Regions from separate parts of the Zea mays genome. Here region 2 is linked to region 1. Evidence: chromatin contacts called from public Hi-C data. All regions are on one chromosome and are shown on one strand. The core of a region is the stretch at or near the end of the contact, and the rest is flanking DNA. Distances in the headings are between cores, read along the strand shown.

Region 1 (3,178 bases), core at 235-2,734:
GGAGAGGATACGCTTTGCAAAATACAAAATGTTTTTCAAAACAACCCTGCATAAAATATTGTTGTTTCTGTAAAATATCCTGAGCTCCACATATTCCATGCATTATATCTGATTTCCCCATTCCGCGGGTGAAGGTGGGCTGCTGAGTACGTTTGTACTCACCCTTGCTTATTTGTTGTTTTTCAGAAAAAGGAGATCGAGTAAGAGTTACGACTGTTCCCAACCTTGCCTGTGGCTGTTGGAACCGCCGAATTGCTTCGCTGCGTATATCGGGCTGCTTCCGCCCCACTCTGATGATATGTCCCGAGTTGTGGACCAACTCTTAAAGTTGTCGCCACCTTTATAGGTTTGTCTCGTTTAAGCAGATCTGGAATCATCTGATGTATAAATGTGTTTACTAGCCTCCTAGGACTAGTAAATGTATCACATTTGAGCAAGAGGAGGGTTTCTCCATTCTAATTCTTGCCTACTTTATTTCTCATCTATTGATTACATAAATAGGCCGCCGCCCTTGTCTAGCTAGAAATCATTATCTCATTAAAACTCTCTTAAAAACTCTCCTAAATAATCTCAACTAATCTTCTAATCTTATCTCTAATTATCCTTATCTAATCTCACTTAGATGGCCCATGGCTGTCGCTGCCGCAGCCCCTCCGTGGGCCTCCTTAGACCCCTGGTAATGTTGCTCAACATATTGAAGCCTTTACTTTAAATAATATGTCCTAATATTTTCATGTAAGGCAGCAAAAAACTAGTGGTTCAAATTAAGTCTCCTAAGAACATTTCAACATGAGTTTCAGACAGCACCAAGTGTCCAACTAAGCTAATAAAAACATATATAGGTCTCTGTAAACTTGTTAAATGTACTACTTGAGATCGGTTTCATTATGATAACTTAATAAATAATCAATATTATTTAGCCATGCTAAATGTAATTTTACGTGTGACAGTAAGAAAACATCAAGTAACCTGACGGAAAAAAACTTCAGGTGAGTTTGTACAAGAATTCACATGACTTCTAATACTAGCGTATATGGAAACTTTAGGCCCAGGTCCCAGCTATCAAGATTTCAAAAGTAAAACTATGAACCAAGGAATGCATCGTTGAAGCCTAGGTCCCGTTCTTTTTAAAGACCCAATTTCAAAAACAAAAATATCTAAATAGTATCGGCTATAGCTATTAATCTTATGTCTATTAATTTTTATGTCTATGTCTATATTTAAATATAGACTTAATAACCATAACAACAGGGGCAGAGCTCTCAGTGTGGCAAGATATAGCGTCCACCATACTTTGATTTTCTAGTGAATTTACCTCAAAATCATGTGTACCATAAGCACATAGAAGGATATTAAGTTTCGCTGTGAAAAACTTAGCATCGTCGGCCGGAGGAAGAACAAAAACGCATGTACTTTAGGAGCCGTCCGTTACCACCATTACCAGACCTCTAGGGTATGGGCCCTTTGGCCTTTGCTTGGCACATTGACAGTTAAACAGAAACACATGTACTTTACGATGGATTTGGGTGCTGGTTTAAAATTACGCACCGCATGTACTTTACGATGGATTTGGGTGCTGGTTTAAAATTACGCAACGCATGTACTTTACGATGGATTTGGGTGCTGGTTTAAAATTACGCACCGCATGTACTTTACGATGGATTTGGGTGCTGGTTTAAAATTACGCAACGCATGTACTTTACGATGGATTTGGGTGCTGGTTTAAAATTACGCAGATACAACACGGATAGGTTTAGATAGACTTCACATGTCTATGGGCCCTTTGGCCTTTGCTTGGCACATTGACAGTTGAACTGAAACACATGTACCTTACGACGGATTTGGGGATTTAGGTGCTGGTTTAAAATTACGCACAGATAGGTTTAGGTAGACTTCACTGATGCGATTGCGGATGGGTTTTTATTTTACCCAACCCGAATCCAAGAGGTTTAGGTAGACTTCACATGTGTAATTGCGTGTAATTGTGGATAGAGTTTTACTTCACCCGACCCGAATCCAACCGACCCATTACCATCCAACCGACCCATTACCATCCCTCCTAGTCCCTAATAAGGACTCAGGCGGTCAGGTAGCTTGCTGAATAGAGTTTTGTACGTGCATACTTCGCTGAAGATTAGAGGTATCCATTGGTTCGAAGATCAACGAAACGGCTTCAGGTAGCTTGCTGTGCCTTGAGTTCTTCAGCGCGTAATGAGATAAATAAACTTGTTCAGCACTCCTAAAAAGGACTTGATAAATAAACTTGTTCAGCACTCCTTGAAAAGAACTTGCATGCAGTCTCCAAAACAACTAGTATTACTACCACTACCAGGCTACCAGACACGGCTGGAGGCATGACTGTACTGCCGCTTGATGATTAGGTTACGCCCTCTGCGCTCTGAGTCTAGCTGTTTTGACCAAACAACATTTCTTCCCGGTAGCCTGATGCCAATTATGGGAGTGAGAAACACTGCAGTTCCCTCCACATTTCTCATCCGGGCTTGGACCGGCAAAGGCAGTGTTAAACCGCAAACAAACAACAAATCAGGAAATACAAACAATTACACAAAGAAATCGTGTTCCCAGACATAATTTGAAAAAAAAAACAAATCGTATAACCGGTTCTGCGTCGAACATATTAGTTGAATGGTCAGAGCACTTGTATACCTAATTCGAATAACCTAATGATCTCGAGGACTGAACAGCAACAGGAACCAGCTTTAATAAAAATCATACCATCAACAAAGATCCATAGAAATTTGAGCAAGTGCAAAGCTAAAAAAACAGCCAGTGTACAATGTACACTCGTGCAATCTTATGTACAGTTAAGACTTCCAACATCCTAGCTTGCATGACCAAACATATCCTAGCTAGGTTAAGGTACTATTGTCATCGCCAATGTTACCTGGACAATTTTGCAAGGACCTAACCAAATGCAATCCTAGTGTTAAATTAGCCTAACTACTCAATCACCATTATAACAAGATGAATGAACATGCTAATTTGGAGATAGTACAGAATTACAGAAACAGAAGCAATCATATCCTAGCTTGCATGACCAAACACCAAGCTGTACAGATGACACAAATGGAACCAACCATTCAAGTTCACTCAAGGTCAAGATTCAAGAAACCCAGTTGTAACAGATTTAAGCAAGCACTAAGCTTCCACTGACTTT
Region 2 (3,147 bases), core at 444-2,943, 500 kb after region 1:
TATCCGCACTCATACAACTCTAAATTTGTACTCTAAAAGAAATATTCTATCCTTGTCAACAAAATTCTTTACCCTATACTACAATCCTCCGCAGTCATATTAACTCCATGTCTCAACCCTATATCAACTACCTTATATTATATCATTTTTTCAATTCTTTCCATACACACGCTGCTGTAAGCTCATGGTGCAGTGGATACAATTGCTTTCGTACTGACGCAGTGACGCTAGGTATACCGTCCGTCCGCTCCTTCTACGCCAAAATAGCGTAGCACACCCAGTCAACCACTGCAGCAAAATTTGTACGCTATATCGGGTAGCGCATTACATCCAGTGCCTCACGGTCAGCCTAATATATGTACCATATTGCTGAACATGGTCTTATCGTGCAGGTATGGTGGCGGCCCTTACGAATGAGAGTGCAACCAGCAAATCAGTATACTTTTCACTTTGCACATCGGAAATGATATACATCACTCATCTTCTAGCACCAGAGCCCGAGAAACTTGCAGGACCCTTATTAGCTGATACATACGTCACACTGCTGAAAGGTCGCAATGCATGGTATGGGCAGAAGTTAGCTAAGGGAGAACTGACTCTAGAAATGGGGGACAGCATCAAGGGCAAAGGGACTATCCAGGTTTGTGCTGCCAACCCACCATTTGGACAATGTGAAGTTTGCTTAAATGCCAGGTGCCTTTTGCTTAAACGCTTAGGCTATATGCTGATTCTTATTCGTTTCTGTGATCTAGGGTGTTTCTGCAGTCAATGCATTTTATGAACTGCTGAGCCAGGGAAGCCTAAGCGTGATGCATCCAGAAACCAAGAAGGCTGTTGCTCCTGTTGAGCTATGCCCAATACTCAAAACACTATACAAAATTTTGATCAAGAGGTTGGAAACTTGTACTGGTGCACTTAGACTCATTGAGTCGCTATTGGGCTAATTGTTTAACTTTTACCTGCAGGGAGCTTACGACCAATTCCATCCTCCAGGCAATACGTGATGAATCAATGTATGATCCACGGGAAAGAATTGAGATGGCACAGAGGCAGTCTCTTTACCGGCCATCTCTTCTTGGCCTGCCTAAAGCTGATGCGAAGGCCTAAGATATGGTGTTTCTTCCTACCTGATGAGAGCTTGCAGGAGCCAGGAGGCGCTTACTGGTCTTCAAGATCCTTACGTGCCTCAGATGTGTGTTGTGTCATGCGTGTACACTAATACACTATAGAGTTGGGTGATGGCATATTTAGCATGCCAGGATAAACTTTATTGCCCGTGTCTGAAATACAAGCTGTTGTGATTCAAATTTATTTGTCACTTAGACTGGAGTAAAGATGTGTATGCCTTTTATTTTATGATGGCTTCAGAGTCTCAAAATTGGTTGTAAGATTACTCCCTGCGTCTCAAAATATAATTCGTTTTAGATTAATCATATATTATATATGTCTATGTTTATTATCATTTGAATAAATATGAAAGAAAAAAAGGTGGGCTAGAAAGAACTATATTTAGAAAAAAGTAGGCTAGAAAGAACTATATTTTAGGACAGAGTGAATAATTGCAGTAACTCTGTTCACCGACATGGTCTTACGAATAAACCAATGAAACAAAAACACTTGTACTGATTCAGTTATAACTACTCAGTATGGTATTCTTTAACTGAGGTCCATCTAAAAGAAACGATGGACGTTGAAGGCCCATACAGACTTGTCACATGAGGCCCAACCATAGTTACAATAAAAGAGTACGGTAGTATTGCCCTCGACCTAGAAACGCCGTCCCCGGTCTAAAAATGTGGGTAATTTTTGTTACTACCATGTAAAACCTCTCACAATCTATATCGATTCATCTAAAAATGTGGGTAATTTTTGTTACTACCATGTAAAACCTCTCACAATCTATATCGATTCAGGAACTTTGTGACTATGGGCCCAACTACAGCCTGTTAAACCATACAATGAAGATACTTCCCATGAACTCCCTTAAAATATTTTAAAGAGAGCCCCTGCTCATGTGTTACTATTGTTGTACAAATTAGAACATTTAGTTTTAATTTAATCCGAAAATAAAGTATGGCCACTGTGACATGTATGTACATAAAACAAACATATCTAAACATGCACATTATGTCAATTAATATTAAAACTTGCACTAGTAGAACTATATCTAAACATATTAAATTAAACAGTATGAAAGATATGATTGCAGCAAGATAGTTATACATTTCTTTGTGGATGACGATCGTGTAGAGAAGACAACGACGACGTTCAACACTGTCTCGTTGTTGTCAATGACATGAAAGACCTGCACGGCGAGGAGGAAAACAAGCTATGGCAACGAAGTTGAAGACGACAAGTTGAGGAAGCGATCGAGCAGTCGCGTAGAGTGCTTCCCAAAAATCTTATTCGTCCTCTCCTGATGCAGAATCAGGGACGTACCTACATAGATGCATGGGTATGCAGCTGCATACCCAGTTTTTTTGCCAAAAAATAAATATACATGTATATAGTATATGTACGTATGCAACACTATCTCTACTCTTGAAAACTTCTTCCATGATCTTGTCAGACCCATTAGTTTTTGTCTTCCGCGGCTATCCTCCTGGCCCACTAGACCACTATGGGCGACATTCCGCGGCTATCCTCCTGGCCCACTAGCCCACTACGACAATGTTCCTAGGACATCTCTTCATCTCGCATACCCAGTAAAGAAATTTTGGGCCCGCCACTGTGCAAAATCACTGAGACAAGAAGAGATAAAACCTAGATGTATTGGTGTGTTGTGTTTTTCAATGATAGCATGCACACATATTTATAGGAAGAAATCATGTTTGGGTTATGTCTATCCAAAACCATACATATTTATAAGTCACATTAACTCTTTAAAAAGTTATTCTATCGAACTAGTCTAATCACCATGGGCCAGAATGAACTATAAAAAGAAACTTGGTGAAAATGCAACACTAATTAGTTTTGGCCAAAAATCATGAATGTAAGACATACTTTTAACTAGAGACCAAACTAGGTTGGAGACAAATTTGGTATGAATTATTTATTTCTCAAGTCACATGCTTTATGATATATTTAATAATATTGATGAATAGAACATCAATTTTCAATGGGAGAGTTTATTCTCCCCTTCAATAT

What was found. A called contact is a pair of places that touch in the nucleus more often than the background predicts.
Region 2: a contact with region 1 is called in a Hi-C map of tassel, with 1.9 times the contacts expected there. The contact joins two enhancer-like sites. A contact is called at or near these places in 2 of 25 Hi-C or Micro-C datasets (leaf and tassel).

The regions. Positions count from the first base shown.
Region 1 is chr8:123,002,962-123,006,139 of Zm-B73-REFERENCE-NAM-5.0, forward strand. LOC109941443 (a long non-coding RNA gene) reads right to left here. Exons shown (of 2, transcript XR_002264078.2): 2 at 2,193-3,178. Among protein-coding and RNA genes, the nearest start is that of LOC109941443, 14 kb to the right of the region's middle. Within about 2 kb of position 1,485, at least 17 of the 20 cell types and tissues checked have an H3K27ac peak or open chromatin away from gene starts, as enhancers often do. A contact at or near this core is called in leaf and tassel, where this site is marked.
Region 2 is chr8:123,506,963-123,510,109 of Zm-B73-REFERENCE-NAM-5.0, forward strand. LOC100191807 (glycerol-3-phosphate dehydrogenase) reads left to right here. Exons shown (of 5, transcript NM_001137232.1): 3 at 393-640; 4 at 753-892; 5 at 966-1,428. The coding sequence ends at 1,107. Among protein-coding and RNA genes, the nearest start is that of LOC100191807, 3.8 kb to the left of the region's middle. Within about 2 kb of position 1,694, at least 5 of the 20 cell types and tissues checked have an H3K27ac peak or open chromatin away from gene starts, as enhancers often do. A contact at or near this core is called in leaf and tassel, where this site is marked.